2 separate regions of the Ovis canadensis genome follow, and region 2 is linked to region 1. The links are chromatin contacts, called in public Hi-C maps. All regions are on one chromosome and are shown on one strand. The core of a region is the stretch at or near the end of the contact, and the rest is flanking DNA. Distances in the headings are between cores, read along the strand shown. Region 1 holds the start of ARID1A (AT-rich interaction domain 1A). Region 2 has its middle 56 kb from the start of ARID1A.

Region 1 (2,771 bases), core at 141-2,640:
CCGTCCTGGGGCCCGCCGCCGTAGTCGCCCCCGGGGTAGCCCTGGTAGCCCCGGGCCGAGCTGGGCGACGTGAGCAGTTGGTTGAGGGTGGGGGTGGCGGTGGGCTGGGGGGTTCCCCCTGCGGCCGCTGAGGGGCCGCCTCCCCCCATGGCCCCGAAGCGCTGCTGAGCGAAGGACGAAGACGACGAGGAGGCGGAGGCGCTGGAGGAGGGAGGCGGCTTGGAGCCGGCGGCCGCCGCCGCCGCCGCGCCGGAGCCCGGAGTGCCACCTCTCGGGGAGCTCAGCGCGTAGGCCTGGGGGGGCGGGGGGTAGGCGCTGCGGTTGGGGTAGTAGGAGTTGTACTGGTGGTTGGGGAAGCCGTGGTCGTGCGAGTTCTGCTGGGGCCCCGCGTAGGGCTCCAGGCCCCCGCCGCCGCCGCCGCTCTGCAGCGCTGCCAGGCCAGGGCTTTGTTGTCCGCCATGTTGTTGGTGGAAGACGGCGGCCGCGGCGGCGGCGACGGCAGACGGGCTCCGGCCGTAGGGTTGCCCGAAGCCGTAGGCTGGGGGCGGCAAGGCGGCCGCGGCTGAGTGAGGAGGCGCCCCCACCCCGTCGCTGCTGCCGCCGCCACCGCCGCCGGGCGGCTCCGTGAGGTTATTGTTCAGGGCGGGCCTAGGGCCCGCGTTCCCGTTCGAGTTCTTCAGGTCCGGCTCCGCGCCGGGCCCGCCGGCTCCGCCGCCGCCGCCACCCCCATTGCTCTCGGCCCCGTCCTGCAGCTCCTTTCCCAGTGGCTGCGGCGGCCCCACGGCGGGGCCCTCGCTTTCCTGCCCGGCGGCTGCCTTCATTTCCCCGCGCTCCGCCGCGACCGCCGCCGCCGCCTCGCCCCCCGCCTCCTCCCGCTGCTGCTGCTGCTGCTGCTCCGCTTTCTTCAGCTCCGAGGGCGGCGGCGGCGGGTTGCCCAGGCTGCTGGCGGCGGCGGGGGCGACCTGCGCGGCCATGATCCCCGCTGTCTCGTCCGCGGAGAGACCCGGCCCTGTCTTCGTCTTCTCTCACCCCCCTCCCACCCCACCCCGCCCCGGGGCCGAGTCCCCCCGGGCTTCCCTCCCCACCCGCCCGGGCGGGCCTCGCGGGGCTCCGCGGCTTTTGCGCTGCGCTCGCTCGCTCGCTCGCTCGCTCGCTCCTCTCCCCCCCGCCCCGCCGGCTCAGGCTCCGGGCTGGCGGCGGCGGCGGAGGAGGAGGAGGCGGCGGCGGCGGCCGAGGCGCCGGCGGCTCAGCTGCTCCCGGCTCTGTAAGCTCGGGACCCGGCTCTCCCGGCTCATTCCCCCCCAAGCCCTTGCCTGGGAATGAGGGGGGCGGTGGAGGCTCCGCTCCCCAGGGCCTGGCCCCGCTGTGACTCTCCGCTTTCTGCTGCCGGAGAAAGGAGGGAGGGAGGGAGGGGAGGGAGGGAGGCGAGGGGGAGGGGGCGGGGAGGGAGGGAGGGAGCGGGGGGAGGGGGACCCGGGACGGGCGGGCTGGAGGGCGCGCGGCAGCAGCCCGGGCGCCGGCAGGCAGAGTCGGAGCGTGGGCCGGGCCGGGCGCCCTGCCTCCCCTCCCCGGCCGCGGCGCCGGGCCGAGGCTGCTGCGCGGCGGCGAGCGGGCGAGCGGGCGGGCGGCCGGACTGAGCGGCTAGAGCGCCCCACTCTCCTCCGAGTCCCCCTCACTCCGACACGAGGCTCAGCACTGCCATTTTACCCAGCGCCGTCGCGGCCGCCTGGCAAACCCGGAACGGAGCGCGGAGCGGGGCGCAGGCCGTGGAACGGACTCGCTCCCTTCCCCTCACAAAGGAGGAGGGGAGAGAACCAGCCGCGGCGGCGGCAGCGGCGGCGGCAAGCGCTCTGCCGCTCTCGCTCGGCAGCGCCGCCGCCGAAGGCTTCGGGGAAAACCCGGCCCGGAGCTCGCGCCTCTCCGGAGCCTGCGCGCCGCCTCCCTCCTGGCCTCCCTATCCAGGTCGGTCCCCTTCGCGCCGCGGGCAGCGTGAACTTTACTCGCGGCTGCAAAATTGGCCTGAGCCCGAGACCGCGGCCGCCTCGGCCCAGGCCTGACCCCCCCTGGCAGCGGGCCTGGTCTCTTGGCCGCTACTTAGCATCTCCGCGGCACTTTTCCTTCTTCAAAGCCTTTTGCAGACCTGCTCCAAAGACCCAGCTGAGCTTTACGTTGTATCCTCTTTGCAAGCTGCATGGAATGACAGATCATTGTTTCAGACTTTCCGTTTTCCCACTCTCTGCCCTCATTAGCCGGTCCTCACAGGCCCTGGGGGCACGAAGTTCCTGATCCCCATTTTACAGACTCATAAGATAGCGAAGGGGACCGGCCTATCACTTAGCCTATCACTTACAAAGACAAGGGCAGTGGAGGGTGACTTTAAAAAGTAGCAGAGTCCCCAGTGCTGCCCCTGTCTACTTAGCGTTAGAAATAATAGTAATAAAAAGAAAAGTGGTGCCATATACAACAGTGGGATCAGAACATCAGAATGGGTTTGAGATCCAAGCTGGTCATCTCAACCGATATAAAATGGTCACCCCTGAAGATATTTTGGGGACATATGACCGCCTTCTTGGAGGAAGACACAAGCCCCACCTTTGCCCACAATGACCAAGGTCCCGTCTCCAAAGACAGTACCTGTAAGACTGTAACAGACCACAGAAGAGACTCCAGGGACTGGTGGAACCTGAGTGTTCAAAGGAACCTCTGCCGAAGAGGGATGACCAAATAGAGGGAACCGTTTTCTCCTTAAAAAGAGAGAAAAGGTGCAGTCT
Region 2 (2,771 bases), core at 140-2,639, 56 kb after region 1:
CTGATACTAACAAAAAGGAAAAGTTTGTTGTTGTTGTTGTTACTGAGAGACAAATTATATCAAAATGTTTTCAAAACCAAAACCATGATCTCAAATTGGGGAAGGAATACGAGAATTACAACATCTAAGAGAAAATATTACACAGTGCGTTTAAAAACGACTTCACATTGAATAAATAGCCTATACACAACCTCTAAAGTCACCAATTGGCTCTTTTTCTAATTTAGAGGTCGCTACATAGTTGATTTGGGATAAATTGTTTCTATGGTGTTTGCCAACTGGGCTCGGTGGTTTGGCCGGAAGAATTGAGGGTGCCAAGACTGGGACTGGCTTTCCAAGGTTGCTTAAATTGTAGCAAGTCAAGGGTTTCTCTTTCCAAAGCCAGTTACAGTGGGGGACAACTCAAAAGGAGCCTTTTCATACTGTACATCGGAGTCTCCCGGCGAGAACACTAGCGTGGTTTACCATTCCCTCCTCCACCGGACCACGTTCTGTCAGGTAGTTAGGGAACATCACCCACTCAATGGATAGGAGTTTGAGAAAACTCCGGAGATAGTTAAGCGACTTGGCAGCCTGATGTGCTACGGGCCGCCGGGTCGCAGAGTCGTACACGACTTAGCGACTGTACAACAAGGAGCCTTTAGAGACAAGCTCGTCGGCGCTCTGGACTTTAACTTCCTCATCTGTAAAATGGAGCAGCCATCGCCTGCAGGAGGAATACAAGGTACTACCCAGAGGCCCACCAACGTGAACGCACCCATCCAGTTAGGGCTGGGAGGAGGCGGCGCCGAAAGGAGCGAGAACGGGGTAGTTTGCAGGAAGTGCTTAAGGGTTGGGAGGGGAGATAGAAGGCGGAGGCGGGAATGTGAAAGCTGAGCCCTAGCTGCGGAGTTCGTACCGAAGCTCAGGGGAGGCGGGGCGAAGCTGGGGTGAAGGGGTTAGTCAGTCGATGGGCAAGATGGGCCACCTCCCCCGAAAAGAGAGGGCTGGGTGCGGGGGAAGCTCTGAGGTGGCGGCTGAGGAACGTGGGGGGAGGGGGGAAGCGAACGCGCTCAGGAAAGGGGCGGGAAGCGCGCGCCCACCGCACGCATGCGCGCGCCTAGCTCCTCCAGGTCGCAGGCCTGGGTTTCTGACCGCGCGCCCAGCGCCGACGGTGCGGACGTTACTGGAGGAGGAGCCACACGAGCCTTCCCCGCCGGGACCTGAAGGTCCTGCAGCGCATTTCTCGAAGTGGCGAGTCGCCACTTGTCTCTTCACTAGGCATTTAGGAAGCAGAGAAAGGGAACACGTTTCTGTCTCTTCTTTTTTCGTTCCCCTCCCCCAAGGAGAGTGGGGAGGGAGGTCCTAGGCGTGTCAGGGAGAGTCCGCTCCGGGTTTTCCCGCCCACTTTAACTCTGTGAGCGCTTCGACCGCGCGGCGCTTCACTCCACCCGGCGCGTCCGAGCCCTCCGCCGGAACTCGTTCCGCCTCCACTACACATATTTCTCCAGGAATGGAAAGTGGGACCTCGGACCTCTTTCCCAGAGCTCCCCAGGCCAGAGAGCTGTTCCCAGTCTTTTCGGAGTTCCAACTCCCGACAGCCTCTGGCAGCTGGAATTCTCTGAATCAGGTCGCTCTCAGGGACTACTTGACGTCTCCGTGCGCTCGGTGGTGCGACCGCGCTCTGAGCTCTTCCTGGAAACTCCCGCCTCGGGGAGCCAGGAGAGCCCGGCCGGGGGGAGGGGAGCGGAGGGGACGCACACGCCCCCTGTCCCGGGGGAGGGCTCCGCACCCCCGCCCTCCTCCCCGCGGGGAGGGGAGGGAAGGCAAGGCAAGGCGAGGCAAGGCGCGAGAGGGGGAGGGGAGAGCGCGGGGCACGGAAACGAGGTGGGGGGGGCAGCTTCCCGCCCCACCCCCTGCCTGGAGAACAACGGGTTCCCGCTGCTGCCCCCTGCCGCCCACGGCGCCCCGCACCCCGCGCTCCTGCCCGGCCCCGAGAGGGGCGTCGGGGGAGCTGCAGCTGCCGGGGCCGTGGGAACCCGAGCCGACGCTTATAACAACTGACCGGTTTCCTGTCAGAAAACTTCCAGTTACTTTAGAGAAGCCCGTTGGGCCAGCTTGGTCCCAGGCGGAGTTGGCCACATTTCACTACAGCCCGGTGACCTCCCTTCTACTTTAAAACAACGGGGAATAAGCTTCGGGGAAGCAGTCGGTTCATAAAACCAAGAGCAACACCACGTTGCACCGCTCTGACTCAAAGGAAATTAAACAAAATACTGATTGTGGGGAATTTTTAAAGGGCTACTAAACAGAAGGAACTCGGGGTTTTTCAAGTGAAAGCTTTTTTCCCCTCTGTATGTACACAAAGATTTAAGTCATGAGAATTTATTACAGCAGTAATCTGCTTGTAAGCGTACATGAGTTTGTGGTTTAAAAAAACCTTAGTGAACTTTTTAAAAGAGAGGCGTTTGTTTCTGAATCCAACAGGAAAAAAACCAATTCGAAAAAGCCTGAAAAAGTTCAATTAGAATAGCAGCCACATTTCAACATTTCCCAGATTTTGCAATATTAAACTGTGAAGGTTTGTGCCAAATTTTAAGGCAAGAATTCTTACTGCCAAATTACAAATTTCTCAAAATGAGGGGTGTTCAACCAAATTGCTGCCAGACCCCATGAACAGGCACTAACAGCACTGCTATAATTACACCTTATTATCTCCCTCGCAGCCTTATTTGATTCACTGCCTGATAAAATCCTATCCCGGGTGTCACTAGCTGGCCTTTTTCTGGGGC

The links. A called contact is a pair of places that touch in the nucleus more often than the background predicts.
Region 2: a Hi-C map of lung shows a contact between it and region 1, with 2.3 times the contacts expected there. The contact joins the enhancer-like site here to the promoter of ARID1A in region 1. A contact is called at or near these places in 2 of 2 Hi-C or Micro-C datasets (fibroblasts and lung).

Annotation. Positions count from the first base shown.
Region 1 is chr2:245,730,149-245,732,919 of ARS-UI_OviCan_v2, forward strand. It overlaps ARID1A (AT-rich interaction domain 1A), which reads right to left and starts at 1,391. Exons shown (of 19, transcript XM_069574913.1): 1 at 1-1,391. The coding sequence starts at 974.
Region 2 is chr2:245,786,377-245,789,147 of ARS-UI_OviCan_v2, forward strand. No RefSeq gene overlaps it. Among named protein-coding and RNA genes, the nearest start is that of ARID1A, 56 kb to the left of the region's middle. Within about 2 kb of position 1,390, the one cell type or tissue checked has open chromatin away from gene starts, as enhancers often do. A contact at or near this core is called in fibroblasts, where this site is marked.